Regions from separate parts of the Ovis aries genome. Here region 2 is linked to region 1. Evidence: chromatin contacts called from public Hi-C data. All regions are on one chromosome and are shown on one strand. The core of a region is the stretch at or near the end of the contact, and the rest is flanking DNA. Distances in the headings are between cores, read along the strand shown. Region 1 holds the start of RNPS1 (RNA binding protein with serine rich domain 1). Region 2 holds the start of ATP6V0C (ATPase H+ transporting V0 subunit c).

Region 1 (3,111 bases), core at 241-2,740:
TAATATTAGGAGAAAGGCTTTGGAGGCTTTTCTGAGGCAAACTCTTGGCTCTTAAGTCACACAGCCTCTGAATGATCAGCAGGGGTCCCTGGACTGCCCCCATTACGATCACCAAGAGTAGCACTGTCCAATAGAAAGAGAGCCAGCTACAAGAGTACTCTAAAATTTTCTTGGAGCAACGTTCCAAAAAAGCATTAGTTAACAGATGAAGTTAACTTTGAGTAATGTATTTATCTGACACACTACACCCCACACATCATCTTTTCACCAATCAGCATACAAAATCATTAATAAAATATCCATGCTTCCCCATGCTAAGCGTGTTAAACACATCAATTTGAACTAGGTACATTTCAAGTACTCAGTAGCCACGTGTGGCCAGAGGCTACCTTATTACACAGCTGACCTAGAATACATATTCCAGGGCCCCACCCCAGTCCTAAAGATCTGCTCTTTGTAGTTTGTGAAAACAAGCACCAGCGTTTATTCTTAAAACTCAATTAAGACCAGAGTAAAGGAAGGCTTTTCTGGGTGTGGCCAGAGGGCTAGAAAGCAAAGGTTGATTATGTTTACACAAGTGCAGGTAACAGGACCGTGGTTACCTCCCCCATCCTCTGGAAAGGTGCGCGTCCAACAGCCAAAAATAGGAGAGAACAATTAGTCATATCTCGCGTACATGGCGTTTCAGCTCACATCTTCGGAGCACCTTCTCCATTTACAAGTACATTTCAGGCACAATTCATGAGAGATTGGAAAAGGCCACGCCTCTGCTCCGTCGATTTAACCTTTCCGTATCCTCTCTTTTGGGGTTACCGTCAAACTGGGCTCCAAGACATTAGGGGCCGTATCCCCAAGGGCTAGCACCGGGAACGACACACAGGAACCCCGCAGACGTTCGTGGAGTCGATGTTTGAAATTAATGGCTTCAAAGGGAGGGTCAGTCGGTCACCCAGGGGCTCCCAAAACGCATCTCGTACCCACCGGCCCCGGCCCCGGCCCCGCACGCGACCTCAGCACCCCGCGTCCGCGTTCACTCACAACTCCCCAGTCCAGGAGCCGGGCCGCGGGCGCTTCCAGGGCAGGGCCCGGCGTTGCGGGCCTGGGTTTCCAGCCCGGTGAGAGGGCCCGGACGGCGGAGGCCGAGTTCCCGGCCGCTCCGAATCCCGCGGGCCTCACTGGTCCCGCTGCAGAGCCGAGGAAACGAGGGCGCCCTTCCGCCCGCCGCGGCCCCGACCACTTCCGGGCCGCAGCTTCGGCGCCTCCCACTCAGCCCGCCCCGGGCCACATTCTTTCTTCTCAAACCCGGAGCGACGCCACAGGCCCCACCGTCACCACCACGTGGCCAAGGAGCAGGCCGGCTCCACGATGCGCCCCGCCGAACATGGCGGGCGGGTCCCAAAGCTCGGATGGGGTCGGATTCCCGGTACTTACATCTTCCCGCCGCCGCGACCTCCTCCCGCTCTTCTCAGCCTCAGAGGGCGGCGCGGCTCTGGCGTCAGGATTAGGGAGCGGGAAGGAGCGGTCGTCCGGCGCGCAGCGATGACGTCGAGCCCCTCGGCCAATGGGCGCGAGCGAGAGTGTTAAAGGGCCAAGGCCTGTTTAGGAAGAGACGCGTCGGGGCGCTTACTCTGGAGGGTCGACCGGGGCTCCCCCGGGCGGGCTGCACGCCTCGTGGGGCCATCAAGCTGGCAGCTCTCTGGGGCTGCGAGGGCTACTTCGTGAGAGCAGTTTGCTGGCTGGCGCGGAGAGGGTTAAGGCGGCCGCGGGCCCGCCCCTCTCCGTGCGCATGCGCACCGGGCGGGCTGCGGGCCTGGTGGCGTCCCAGGTCGCTGGGCTCCCGACCCGGCTGCTACGTGGAGGGTCCCGGGCGGCCCGGCGGCGGGGTTGGAGAAAGGGTGCACAGGTGCTGCACGCTCTGGCGGCTTGCCGTGGGCACCCGTAGGGCGGTGGTGGCTTCGCGAGCAGGGCAGTTGCGGGGATGGGTTCGTGCAGTTACCGCTCATGGCGTGAGGGGTGATGCTGCAGGCGCAGATTCTGTGCCGGCGGAATTGTACCAGGAGGACAAGGCAGCGGGTAGTGCAGCCAGAACGAGCGGGCTGCAGAAGGCAGGGTGGAAGACAGTGTGCAGAAGGGAACGCGCCTCCGAGGCGCTGACCCTGCCGCTGAGGCCTGCAGTAGAAGGGCATGTCCGGCAGAAGGAACAAATGGTGCGAAGGCTCCTTGGAAGAAACCGGGGCTAGGAAGGTGGAGTCTAGCGTTTGGAGGAACAGAGAACCTGTGCAACATACGGCGCCAAGGCTTCATCCTGCACTGTCAGAGCCTTCTGGCAAAGGCAGGAAGCTGAGAGTTAGAGGCCCAGGACCAGGCAGGAGGCTGTCGGAGTAAAACCCGGCGCTGAGGGGGCCAGGGCTTGCGGATGTGTTTACCGCTGTGTCCCTCCCCTCTCCGAGCAGCGCCTGGCAGGCAGTCAACGTTTCGTGACTGTTAGTAGGGGGAGCGGAGAAGGCAATGGCACCCCACTCCAGTACTCTTGCCTGGAAAATCCCATGGACGGAGGAGCCTGGTGGGCCGCAGTCCATGGGGTCGCTAAGAGTCAGACACGACTGAGCGACTTCACTTTCACTTTTCTCTTTCATGCATTGGAGAAGGAAATGGCAACCCACTCCAGTGTTCTTGCCTGGAGAATCCCAGGGACGGGGGAGCCTGGTGGGCTGCCGTCTATGGGGCTGCACAGAATCGCACATGACTGAAGCGACTTAGCAGCAGCAGCAATGGGGGGAGAGAAGGTGCGCTCCCACTCTTGATGGGCATGTGAACAGGTAGGTCCCACAAGGAAGAGAAAGGAACAGATTCAAGGCCCTCGTGGGGGAAGGAACCAGTGTAGCTTGGAGATGGATCAAATATCAGGGGAAAAGACAAGACAGACCAACATGGGGCTTGGTGGCTCCGGATGGATGGATGGATCTGTGATTGAAATCGAGTCACTGCTTTTTTCTCCATGTAGTTTTCCCAGCCAGTGGATGGTGGCCCCTTCCCTTAATCCAGTTCCTCTGGCCCTGTCCAAGGTGTCAAGTGTGCCCCTAAAACTAGCCTGGGCTGAGGGGCATCTGA
Region 2 (3,111 bases), core at 279-2,778, 220 kb after region 1:
CAGCAGGCTGAGACAGCAAGACAGGCCCTTCAGAGCCTGACAAACGGTCAGCTTGGTCACCAGCAACCTGCCAGGGCAGCGGGCTGGGGAGGAGCTGGAGACACCAAGTGAAGATTTCTTTCCAGAAGTCAGAGTCAGGCGGTGGAGGGCGGTGGGGAGGGCTCAAGCTGAATGGCAGCCTCCTCTCTTTGGAAACAGGAAAGAGATGGCACTCAAGGGTTGCAAGTTTGGTGCTGGAGGTGGTGCAGAGTCAGCCTCACGGTGGAGAAGAGACTATGAGGCAGGTTCCTGGTGTGGAAGATGGGTCCAGTGGGAAGGCCAGGCCAGAGGTAGTGGCCCCAGTGCCCACGTGAAGGCTGATGACTGCTATAGCTCCGGCTGTTCATGAAGCGCGCTTTAATGTCAGGGCGAGGGGTGGGGCTCAAGGGAGACCCAGGATCAGATGGCAGTCACCCAGGGCTCCTGAAATGCGCCAGATGAAAGGGCAGAGGGAACCAGAGCTGGTGGCCAGCGATAAGGCAGCCAGTCAGGGTACCAGTATACCCATATGAGATTATCAGGGCAGCCCCAGGCCCAGACGGTCTGCTAGGCTCAGAGGGAACCACTTACTGCTGTTCCAGAAACAAGGGCAGCCCTGGATTCGTGGGCTTGCTGTGGAAACAGGCAGGACAAGGGACCCCAGACGATATAGCTATCCAGGGAAGACTTCACAGGTCGTGCAGGGTTTCAAACCAACCGCGCCTACAAGCTGAGGAGTAGAGATAACCCCTCCAAAACAGCAGTCTAGGTTTGATGCAAAAGAGGACACAGATACAGAGTAGGGGCCTCCTTTTTCTCGGACGCCACGGGAGAAATCCCAAATTGCTGGACGGGTTTGGAAGAGACTGGAGACGGGGTCGACAGGGGACGGGGGTGGTTGGTGCCTCGGGACACAGGACTCCGGCTCCGCCCTCAGGTCACCCCGGAGGGTGTGAGGACGTCGAGGGTAGACCGCAGTCCTGAGTCCCTGCGGTCTGGACCGTTAGAACCCCGCGGCCGGGCTCCACTCGGAGACCGTGGAGGAACGCGACGCTCGGAACCGAAACCCCGCGGAGCGGCGCAGCCGCAGAGAAGGCGGGGCGCCGCGAGCCCCGCCCCGTATGCTAATCCAGGCGCGCCCCGCCCCGCCCCGGCCCTGCGACCGGACGGGCCCACCGCAGCGGGGTCCCAGGGGCGCCCACGGCGGCCGGCGCGAGGCGTTGCGCTGGGGTGCAGGCCGGCGGGGCGGGGCGCCCGGCGTCCCCGCCGCGGCTCCCCCCGCCCATGCGGAGTGGTGCGGGCCGCAGGGGCGGGGCCCCGGTCATGTGACGCGGCCGCGGCCGCCATTTTGTCCTGCGGTGCTGGTATTTAGAGCGCAGCGGCTGACGGGCCGGGTCGCCTTCGCAGCCTCCGGCCAGCTCGCCTCGCGCACCCCGCCGCTCGCCGCGCCCGGCCCGACCTCGCCCCGGCCTCGGTCCGCTGAACTCGCCCCCCCTCCCCACCCGCAGACATGTCCGAGGCCAAGAGCGGCCCCGAGTACGCTTCCTTTTTCGCGGTCATGGGTGCCTCAGCCGCCATGGTCTTCAGCGGTGAGCGCCGTGGCAGGAGGGACCCGGGAGACGGGGGACCCACGGGGCTCGTGCCTGTTGCTCCCCGGGGTTCGGCGTGTGATGTCATTTTGACGTAATTTCGAGCTGTTGGGGGGGGGGGTTCCCGGGTCTCACGTGACTGCGGGGGGGGGTGTTATCGGGACCCTGAGGGCTGCAGGGGCCGTCGGGTGTCTGGAGAGTGGGGCCCGCTGACTGGTCCCAGGTGTGGGTCCCAGGGGGTCCCGGACGGCCCCCTGCCAGCCGGTCTCTTCGGTGCGGGGGAGGGGCGGCGGCGTCGCTGCCATCTTAGTCCCCGGAGAGGCGGGGGCAGACCGGGGTGGGGGCCCGCGGTCCTGCGCTTGCTCCGCACCCGCCCCCCCCATCCTGCTGGCAGGTGTGACATCACGCCTCGGAAAGCTACCCCCACAAGGGGCCGGCCTTTGGGTGCTCCCTGCCGAGGTCCATGGCCCTCGCCCTTGTGGCGGCCTGCCCCCCCGCCTCCATGGGGCAGCGGGGGTGGGGGGCGTTCAGGTGGGTCTGCACTTAAACAGGTGCTTCCAGTTAGGGTTTGTCGGTGTTTCCCAACACTAGGCTGTGTGGGTTGGTAGGAAAAGCTGGATTGAGAGGTTGGTCTTGAGAGCAGGGCAGGACCTCAGAGGTGGGAGTGGAGTCTAGAGGTGGAGGTGGGTCAGACAGGCTGAGGGCGCAGGGTGGATGTCCAGGAAACAGGCCAGCCTCTGCACTGTGTGTGGACGCTTGTCTGGGTGGGCGAGTTAGCGAGGAGCCTCAGCATTGAGGTGATTGAGCTTTCTTCCTTGGGAGGAGTCTGAATGAATGAATGACCTTTCTCCCCTTTACTGAGGCCTGGAATTGGGAGGGGCTGCCCCAGGAATGGAGAAGGGGGCCTTCCAGTGTTCTAGATGACACTCTAGTTTTGAAGTGGGGTCTTAACAGTCTTCGGTGTAAAATTCAGTGGAAATTGGCCTTTCTGGGAGATGAGCACTTGGGCCCAGCCAGGGATGTGGGACTCAGAAATGAGTCCTGACCCCCCTACAGCCCCACCAACTGGTTTGGCCTGGTCTAGTCCAGGCTTCCTTGGGTTCGTCTGGCTTGGGGCTTTGATGACTCGCCCTGCCCCACCCTATCTGGGACTGGAGAGGCTTCTTGTGCAGGTATGTGCAGGGATTGAACTCCAAACAGTGTCTGCTGACTGTAAACACCAGTGGGGTGGGGGTGTGGGGACCTCCCTTTGCCCGGGCCTGCCTGCTGCAGGTCACAAGCCACTGAGTGGGCCCTGCCCTTCCCATCATGTGCGAGTTAGGGGTCATTTGTGGTGGGAGAAATGCCTGTACTTCCCCTTCCACCCTAGGTGCCGCCTCTATTTCCACATCTTCCAGAGCTGCCTGTGCCCACTCCTTGGGGCGGACAGCTGTCTGTGCCTCCTTTTTCTCTAGTCTCTTTCGATGTTTGCTTCTGGAATACCTCCAGGGCCAGTGCCTGGCCA

Evidence for each region. A called contact is a pair of places that touch in the nucleus more often than the background predicts.
Region 2: a Hi-C map of tail adipose tissue shows a contact between it and region 1, with 2.0 times the contacts expected there. The contact joins the promoter of ATP6V0C here to the promoter of RNPS1 in region 1. A contact is called at or near these places in 2 of 16 Hi-C or Micro-C datasets (liver and tail adipose tissue).

The regions. Positions count from the first base shown.
Region 1 is chr24:2,305,947-2,309,057 of ARS-UI_Ramb_v3.0, forward strand. RNPS1 (RNA binding protein with serine rich domain 1) reads right to left here and starts at 1,491. Exons shown (of 7, transcript XM_027961157.2): 1 at 1,432-1,491. The coding sequence starts at 1,433.
Region 2 is chr24:2,523,502-2,526,612 of ARS-UI_Ramb_v3.0, forward strand. ATP6V0C (ATPase H+ transporting V0 subunit c) reads left to right here and starts at 1,529. Exons shown (of 3, transcript NM_001009195.1): 1 at 1,529-1,607. The coding sequence starts at 1,529.